Regions from separate parts of the Mus musculus genome. Here region 2 is linked to region 1. The links are chromatin contacts, called in public Hi-C maps. All regions are on one chromosome and are shown on one strand. Each heading gives the region's core, a stretch centred on a gene start, on an enhancer-like site or on the middle of the called end of the contact. The rest is flanking DNA. Distances are from core to core; before and after follow the strand shown. Region 1 has its middle 60 kb from the start of 6530411M01Rik. Region 2 has its middle 2.7 kb from the start of Gm51424.

Region 1 (4,406 bases), core at 830-3,329:
CCAGATTTTGAGGGGCTGCAAGCCAACCCAAGCTGCTTCAAATTCTCTCACTGCTCAATCCAATAACCCAGGTACAATATAGTTGGCTTCAGTAAATTGATTCCCTCCTGTTAGATGGGATCCATATACAGGTCTTTTAATATACTGTTACTTTGGATTAACCCTGGACATTGTGTCTCTTAGGCTGTGCAGGACCTGAGATGCCTAGCACTTGGGACTTGGACTTGTTGGGGAAATACAAGGAAGTGGGATCAACCTTTGATACCAACCTGTCTCTCACAGAAAGTGAGAGCCCCTTGAAATCTGAATCTAACAATGTTCTGGATCAGGGTGTCCTATGGGTATGTGGCTCAGACACAGGCTGAAAGCTTGTGCAGCTTGAGATCTGTCTTAGGGTTTTGTTGCTGTGAACAGACACCATGACCAAGGCAACTCTCATAAGATCAACATTTAATTGATGTTGGCTTACAGGTTCAGAGGCTCAGTCCATTATCATCAAGGTGAAAGCATGGCAGCATCCAGGCAGACATGGTGCAGGTGCAGCTGAGAGCTCTACATCCTCATCTAAAGGCTGTTAGGAGAAGGCTTCCAGGCAGCTAGGACAAGGGTATTAAAGCTCACACTCACAAGACCACACCTACTCCAACAGGACCACATCTCCTAACAGTGCCATTCCCTGGGGCCAAGCATATACAAACTAACCCAAGGTCCCCTACTCCTTGGAAGCTCAGTAGGAGTGCCTCATTGTTTGCTTCCCCAATGCACAATGACAGAGCAGTGGATTTGAGTCCCACTGCTGCTGAAGCCACAGGATATAAAAGATCAGGAAACTTAGCCTGATTGTGCCCACATGCTCCACCCCACCTCCCACCCTCCATCCCCATCTAAACTCTGCCAGTTTTTGTTTCCTTTCCAGATTAGAATCCTCAGTGCTAGAGGTTAGCTGCTTACATGTTAAAGTCTCTTTTCATAATCTCTCTAATTCTGGTTTGATTTTGACTTGCTTTAGAAATTGTAAATGTGGCATCGACTACCTCTCGTCTCCTGAGAAGGCAGCGGCTGCTTTGCTGGGTGAGGCGTATTTCTCCTGGCTGCTTTAAGATTGTTTTTTTCCTTTCTGATGCTGTTAATAGTTTTCCTGGAGTATCTATGGATTTATATTTATTTTCCTGTTTGAGGTTTTCAATAGTTATAGACTATATCTGACTATATCTTAAGATCGTCTCGATTTTAGAAAATTCTCAGCCGTTCTATCACCCAATATAGCCTGCATTCTCCTACATCTGTTATTAGCAATACAGATTGCTCATTTTTATGTCTTTTATTATTTTGTTTATTTTAGCACATTATGACATTTTTATACATGTATATAAAGTGGCTTAGGTAGATCCTATTCTTTTCTTCTCCCTTCCTACTTTCTCCTTCCATTTGCTGGCTCCCATCTAAATATTTCCCCATGCCATGTGTACCTCTTTAATCTTTACAGTTCAATATTTTTTTCTCTTTGTGCTTCAGACTGTATAGTTTCTACGGACCATCAATTCTTTCTTGAACTGTGAGAGATTTGCGGTAAGCAAGTGAGCTTTTCATTTCAGTTACAACACTCCTTGATTTATACATACCACCTACAGATTGGGCATAGATTCTGGGTAAATGATGTCTTACTGTGTTCTTTCTGAATATTTAAAGCTCTTGTGTCTTGTAAGTTCAACATCTCAACCACTAGCTCATTTCGCCCCCTCTGGATCTGTCTCGCTGGTGCTGGGATTTCATTCTTATTGCACCTGGTTGTTAGGCATAACCACAATGCAGTGCTTCTAGTTGCTGACCTCAAAAGAGGCTTGCCTTACATCTATAGATGCAGGGGAAAACACAAGAGTGCCATTCGAAATCGACGCAACTCGCGGTAGACTATGTGAGTTCTGGTCCAACTCTGGCTCTGGTGTCCCTCTGTGAGTTCTGGTTCACCTCTGGTTCCAAGTCAGACAGCTGCAGTTCCTCCCTAGGCCCTTCCATGCTGACAGCCAATGAACTCAGTTTTACCTCTTCAGATCTCCGGGATGCTGACGGCTCTATTCAGGTTGCCATCCCACGCAGCCACTTGCTGCTCAGTGCTGCCGGCACTGAAGCAAAGCCAATACTTCAATGCCAACAACAGCTCAGGAAACCTTCCCACTTCTCTGTGCTTCCCTGTCACCTGGAGCTGGGCATTCCTCTGAGCTTGTCTTGCTTCTCCATTTAAGCAGCTGTAAGTTGGCAGCTGTGCTGAAGAGAAACAGTTGCAGCAGTGCTGGGCCCACATCAATGTGTTTGCCTTCTCTAGGGGATACTGGCCTCTCAAACCCTAGATGTTTTTGTGGCTTTCAGATGCTTCCAAACAGATGTTTTCATTTGCTTCTGCTTTGTGCAGCTTTGCTAAATGACCTCATTGTTTGGATTATCTGCCACAAGCTTTTTGCCAGACACGGGAAATTGTTCTCAAATTCCATGCTCATTTTTTTTTTTTTTTTTTTTTTTTTTTGGCCAAGTGCATGGCACCTTTAGATACATGGCTTTTTAACTTCAAAAAATTGAAACATTTGGAGGGGTTATGCATATATAAAGTTCATTTTGAATATAAAAGAAAAGCCAGTGGCTTGGTACCCATCACTTTTCCTGATTTTAATAGAGCTGTGCAGTTATGGAAGGCACAAGCCATTTTTCTTAGGGGTTGGGGGAGAAGGTTACCATTTGTCCCTCACTCACTGCTGTCAGTGTGAGTGTGGCCTCCTCAGAGGTAGACAAAGGTAGAATGCTAAGACCACAGAGTGGAAGGGAAGCAGACACATATGTACAGTTGTCATTGAGACGGTGAGATGGAAGCCACGATGAGCCCAGCAACAGAAAGATAGATGGATACCCCTGCCCTCCAGCCACCTAAGAATAGGGACTCAGAATTAACACATTGTGATTCCACATATTAAATATTCCAGTAGGTGAGAGAATTGCACAGTGTGGAAGGCAGTGCTCACCACAGGGGCCCTCAAGAAATGCCAGGATTTCTATAGATGAGCAGAGGCTTAACAGACATGGGGTGTATTCGCCAATTAAGAGGTAAGGACTCCATGACAAAAAAAGAGAGGAAAAACATGGGAGAATGGAGAATCGTTCATCCTTCTGGCCAATGGAAATCATCAGAAAGTCAACTCACATGACATGTCGAAAAAGCCATTTTGTCAAACAACATAAAAAGTCCCAGTGAGGTGAGAGACACAGCCTACAGTCAGAAGCTAATGAGAACTAAACATTAGCCTGACTGTAGGGATACCCAGCTCTTAGCCAGAAAGCAAGCAAATGGGTATGACTTGGTGTTTTAAATTAAAATGGCCCAAATACTATTGGAAAAGATACAAAGTAGACACAGAGGAAGAAACTATGTGTGATCAATGTGGAAATGAAAGGTAAGAATCTGTAATCTGTGTACATAGAAAGCTTGATCGGACAAACGCCATAAACCCTTAAAGCTGATCACAGCCATTCATATACTCAAAGAAACACAAAGTACCTGGGGGGGGGGAATCTGTATATTGATTTTTATGGAAGAAAACTAAAATCATAAATTAAAATATATAATTATCATCATGTGGAGATAAACAGACTTAGAAAGATAATTATCAGATGCTTTCTTTTATTGTAGAAATTAGATTTCAGTAGAAAACCATGAATGTAGGTAAGAGACTACAAAGAATAGAAAAAAAGTGTGGGGGCAGGGAGAAGACAAGGGAGGTAAAAGGGCAGTAAGGAAATGCAGAGGGGAAAGAGAAAATCAATCCTTACCTGAAGTTATCCTCTGATCTCCACACTTGCTCCATGGCATGTGCGTGTTTACATACACATGCCCACATACACGTGTCCACATACACCTGTCAACATATACATGTCCACACACACATGTCCACACACACATGCCCACATACACATGTCCACATACACATATCCACATACACATGGCCATATACACATATCCACATACACATGGCCATATACACATATCCACATACACATGGCCACATACACATGTCTACATACACAGGCCCACATATGCATATCCACATACACATGTCTACATACACATTTCTACATATACATGTCTATATATACATCTCCACATATACATGTCCACACACACATGTCCACATATACATGCCCACATACACATGTACACACACATACTCAAACACTCATATGAACAAATATATGTAATAATAGAAATATAAGAACATACTCATCACTCATCATAAACAAATCTGTGGATGACGTGAGGTCATCTTACCAAATCTCTACTGTGTGACCACTGGCAGCAGTCATGGCAGTACCCATCAGCCTCTGTGATGCTCATGCAGAGAATGGTAACACACTTACTCCAA
Region 2 (4,386 bases), core at 370-2,869, 350 kb before region 1:
ACCTATCCCTTCAGCGAGATGACTTATGCATGTTTTTGCCTGGTGACCTCTATGCTGTCTCAGTAGAGACCTCAATAGATACTAGCTCTTTTAGCTATAGAACTCACCTTCATAATCATACGTTCTTTGTAAAGCAGTTGCTATCTAGTCATACCTTAAGTTTTATTGTACAGAGCACAGAGTTCCCAATGAAGGAGCTAGAGAAAGTACCCAAAGGAGCTGAAGGGGTTTGCAGCCCTATAGGAGGAACTACAATATGAACTAACCAGGTACCTCCAGAGCTCCCCCGGGACTAAAACACCAATCAAAGAAAACACATGGTGGAACTCATAGCTCTAGCTGCATATGTAGCAGAGGATGGCCTAGTAGGTCATCAGTGGGAAGAGAGGCCCTTGGTCCTGTGAAGGTTCTATGCCCCTGTGTAGGGTAATGCCAGGGCCAGGAAGTGGTAGTGGGTGGGTTGGGGAGCAGGGGGAGGGGAGAGAGGATAGGGGATTTTCGGAGGGGAAACAAGGAAAGGGGATAACATTTGAAATGTCAATAAAGAAAATATCTAATTTTTTAAAAAAAAAAAGGGAAAATGTTTTATTGTACCCCTAGGACTGGATGGATTGTTGTCTAATTATACTGTACTTTAAATATGTTGGCAATGACGGCCTGGCCTTAGACTCCACAGAAGACTGATCTAGGTTCAGGAGGCCAATCTGCACTGGCTTTCATTCTTTTTTTCTTTGAGGTTTACCACCTACAGCGACCCACAGGGTCTTTCTCACCTACTGCCTAATCCAGGCTCAGTTCCCTTCCCAGTTGTTCCTCTGAGGACAATGACTTCCCTCAGGCCGACTTGGCTCTTTGCAGATCTGAGCACTGAGCATAAATGACCAGAGCACTGTCAGATCTAAAGATTTGTGAACACGCTTGCCAATTCGGACATTTTCTGCCTAGGCTGGCACACTGGTCTTTCTATGCTCTATCCTGTCAGGAGTCAGCTTCCTTGGGGGTTTTCATGCCAAACCGACAGAATGGGAGCTGTCTGCAGGCATCCATTGAAATGTAAATGGACCTACACCACTGTTTTCCAAATTGAGAGGCACCCATACACAAACGTCCAATGCTAATGGGGGCTCTGAATTAGAAAAAATATTCCCAAGTTAAATGAGTTTGGGAAATGCCACACTGCGTTGGGGGAATTATCATGAGCAGCACACTAAATAGTCTGTGAGAGTCTTTACTGAAGAGTTTCATTGTGTTGCATAGCCAGGACTTGCAAATTTATTTGGTCCCAGGCAAGACCTCTTTGCAGATTAGAACTCATTAACATTTTGCTGGACACTTGGATTCTGTTTATCTGGAGTTGAGAGGCCCAGAGACTTAGCTTTCTCATGGGGTCTCTTCCTAATCTTATGCCTCAGTAGGCAATGGAAGACATGGCTTCCTGCTATTGTTTAATTATTTTCTTGTAATTCGGGGTCATTCAATGATATCAGGGGTGTTTGCTAGTGAGACTCGGGCTGTAAATATATCACCAACCCCACTGCAAGCTTCCTGGAAGCCCTAAGCCCTCAGTGGCTTTTTCCAGACTGAGCCTGTCCTGTCTCACCATTTAGCCTGGGTAGATTCCTTAGATCTTACAACCTTCCCTTCTTAGCCCTCTGGATGGCTCCAGAGCTCCGGGCTTTGACAGGTCTGTCTCAGGGGTCCATGTTTATCTGTCTGGACTGCCATAATTTCATGTCTTCACGGAGCTGGTTTGATTCAGTGAACAGACAAAAGTAAAGTGCCCTTCGGCGATTTCTTTTTCTCTTTGCTAAGGTATTGACAGGGCCCCCCAGGCTGTTCATTTCCCTTATCAATATGAGTTCCATGTTAATTCTTCCATTTAATGTTGAATTAAATGAAACCCTGGGAGATCTGATTATGGCTCAAGAATGCCCAGAATGTAGTCAGTAATAGAATTCATCTAATGACCAATATTTAATCTTGTGTCAAGAACTTTGTGACAGGTGAATCAAAACAGAGGACAGTGTTTCTATCCATCTCTGAGCCTATAACAGATGTAAGGGTGTGTGTGTGTGTGTGTGAGTGTGTGTGTGTGTTGGAAAGATTAATTCAGAAGGTTGGCATGTTTGAGGCATTGTACTTTTTGAAACATCATTATACTGAAAGAGCTAAAGAACAGCAGTATGGATTGCTCTAGCAATCTATGCATATGCAAGGATAAACACACACACAGACAGATAGATACACACACACAGACACACACACAGAGATCCACGACATACATGCACACAAGCATACACATACATACACATGAATGCACACACACATGAATGCACACACATACACACACACACACACACACACACACACACATGAAGCTTCATGGCATGGCAGTAAAGGGACACGTTTTCAAAAATATTTTTAAAATGTGTTTTTAATTCTATATATTGTAGTATTCTTTAAAGAGTTATCTATTTTATTTTTAGCACACGTGTGTGTACCTGCAAGCATAATTTCTAGCACAAGCAACAAACATTTTTTAACCACTGAGCTATCTCTCCAGCCCCTAAAGGGATGTATTTTGGGGTAAACTCAAGTTACCACAAGTAAAGCGAACTGTATGAGGTAGACAAAAATTTGTGTTAATGTCTTTGTCTCTTCTGGCTTCCAAATTAAGGGCTAGGGGTGATATACTACTGATGCCAATTCAGAGAAAGAAGTCCCATGAAAAACGGAGAATATCTAACAGGGTAGGATGCTTCACTCACTGTCATTTTTTTATTGAGCCGCCAGGATAATGCGTATTCTCAGAAATGTGGGACTGAAGTTCATATCATAGCTGTCTGCTAAGAAAGAGCAAGAAGCCTGTTCAAGCTAGGAACCCTGCTGAGATCCTATATCCAGAGCTGTGCAGAAGCTCTGGGTGTCCATGATAAGCCACAGTCCCCTATAGTACTAGGAAGTGGGCTGGATCCTCCTAAAGTTATTACCTGTCTATGTATAATCTTATAAGGACCCATGAGGTCTGCTCTTGGGTGGAAATATTGATATGTAGGAGCAATCACACACTCAATTCTTCTTTCCTTTCTAGAATATTATTGAGGTAGAACAGAATGCTAGAGAAAATTGTGGAGACACAGGAAGAAAAAGAAAACCCTCACTTAGGAGCTTGATTGAAGTCAGCTAGGAATCAAGAATTCCAATAAAACTGGCAACATTTGCTTAAGGCCTTTCTTCATTCTCCCCAATAAATCTATACTCTCTATGAATCTCATCAGAAGTTTCATTTACTGGGAAAGGATATAACTTAAACCCCTTGGACAACTCAAGCGGCTCCTCCTTTTACCCTGTCAGATTTTAATGCCATCTAGGACACTCCTGAAGTGATCCTCTGATCACACTTATCAAAAAGAGGGAGAAAAGGACATTTTTTTTTTCAGCGACTTTAAGATGTCAGTTGATAGCCATTAAAATAGTGTACAGAAGACACACAGTGCTATGTTCCCTGGTAAGCCTGTCCTGCTCCCTACAATGTCTTATTTCCCCCAAGTAAGTACCCCCCTATCTCAACCCCGTTGTGTTCACTGTGTTCTCTGACACTGTGACCCTTTAACACAGTTCCTCATGTTGTGGTGACTCTCAATCATAAAATTATTTTCATTGCTGCTTACTAACTGAAATTTTGCTGCTGTTATAAATTGTAATATAAATATTTATCTGTAATTTCCAATGGTCTTAGAAAACTCCCTGTGGAAGGGTTGTTCAGTTCCTTAAAGGGGTTGAGTCTGACAGGTTGAGAGTCATTGTTTTAACCCTTATACTTAAAATATATATTCAAGTCTCTTAGTAAGCCCCTCTCTGCTTCACATTAGTACATATAAAAGGATTTTCTGAGCCAAAAGAAAACACCCTAGGTTTGCCTGAGTGAAGATTTATGCAAAAAAAAAAATCACATGTTCATGAAGGTAGACAGTATGGATCTGTGCCTCAGTGTGCTGGGTCTGTTTTCTGGAATGTTCTTCATGTCCTGGTACAGCCTGCACTTTCCCAGTGTATCTCCAAATTTGAAGCACAGCTGGGCAACTTTGACTTCACTACACAACATGTGTCTTTTACTAAGTTGTATGTGTGTGAGTGTGCATGTATATAATAATCTCCATTGTGGCATTATTGCCTAACAATTAACAAATGCATTGGATCATCTTCTATATTTAATGGCTCCCAATTGTTATTTTTTCAAATCATAATCCAAACCAATGTACTTAATTGTTAACCACCAAAGTTCTTTTTATTTTTTATTTACTTTATTTAAAAAGTATTTTTTTATTGCTCAAAAGGAAAACATTTGGGACTGGAGAAATGGCTTAGTAGTGAAGAGTACTAGTC

The links. A called contact is a pair of places that touch in the nucleus more often than the background predicts.
Region 2: a Hi-C map of cortical neurons shows a contact between it and region 1, with 1.8 times the contacts expected there. The contact joins two enhancer-like sites. A contact is called at or near these places in 1 of 484 Hi-C or Micro-C datasets (cortical neurons) and 1 of 115 datasets of contacts at active chromatin or transcription factors (stem cell-derived neural progenitor cells).

Annotation. Positions count from the first base shown.
Region 1 is chr17:9,225,989-9,230,394 of GRCm38.p6, reverse strand. No RefSeq gene overlaps it. Among named protein-coding and RNA genes, the nearest start is that of 6530411M01Rik, 60 kb to the right of the region's middle. Within about 2 kb of position 2,079, at least 21 of the 459 cell types and tissues checked have an H3K27ac peak or open chromatin away from gene starts, as enhancers often do. A contact at or near this core is called in cortical neurons, where this site is marked.
Region 2 is chr17:9,576,859-9,581,244 of GRCm38.p6, reverse strand. No RefSeq gene overlaps it. Among named protein-coding and RNA genes, the nearest start is that of Gm51424, 2.7 kb to the right of the region's middle. Within about 2 kb of position 1,619, at least 54 of the 459 cell types and tissues checked have an H3K27ac peak or open chromatin away from gene starts, as enhancers often do. A contact at or near this core is called in cortical neurons, where this site is marked.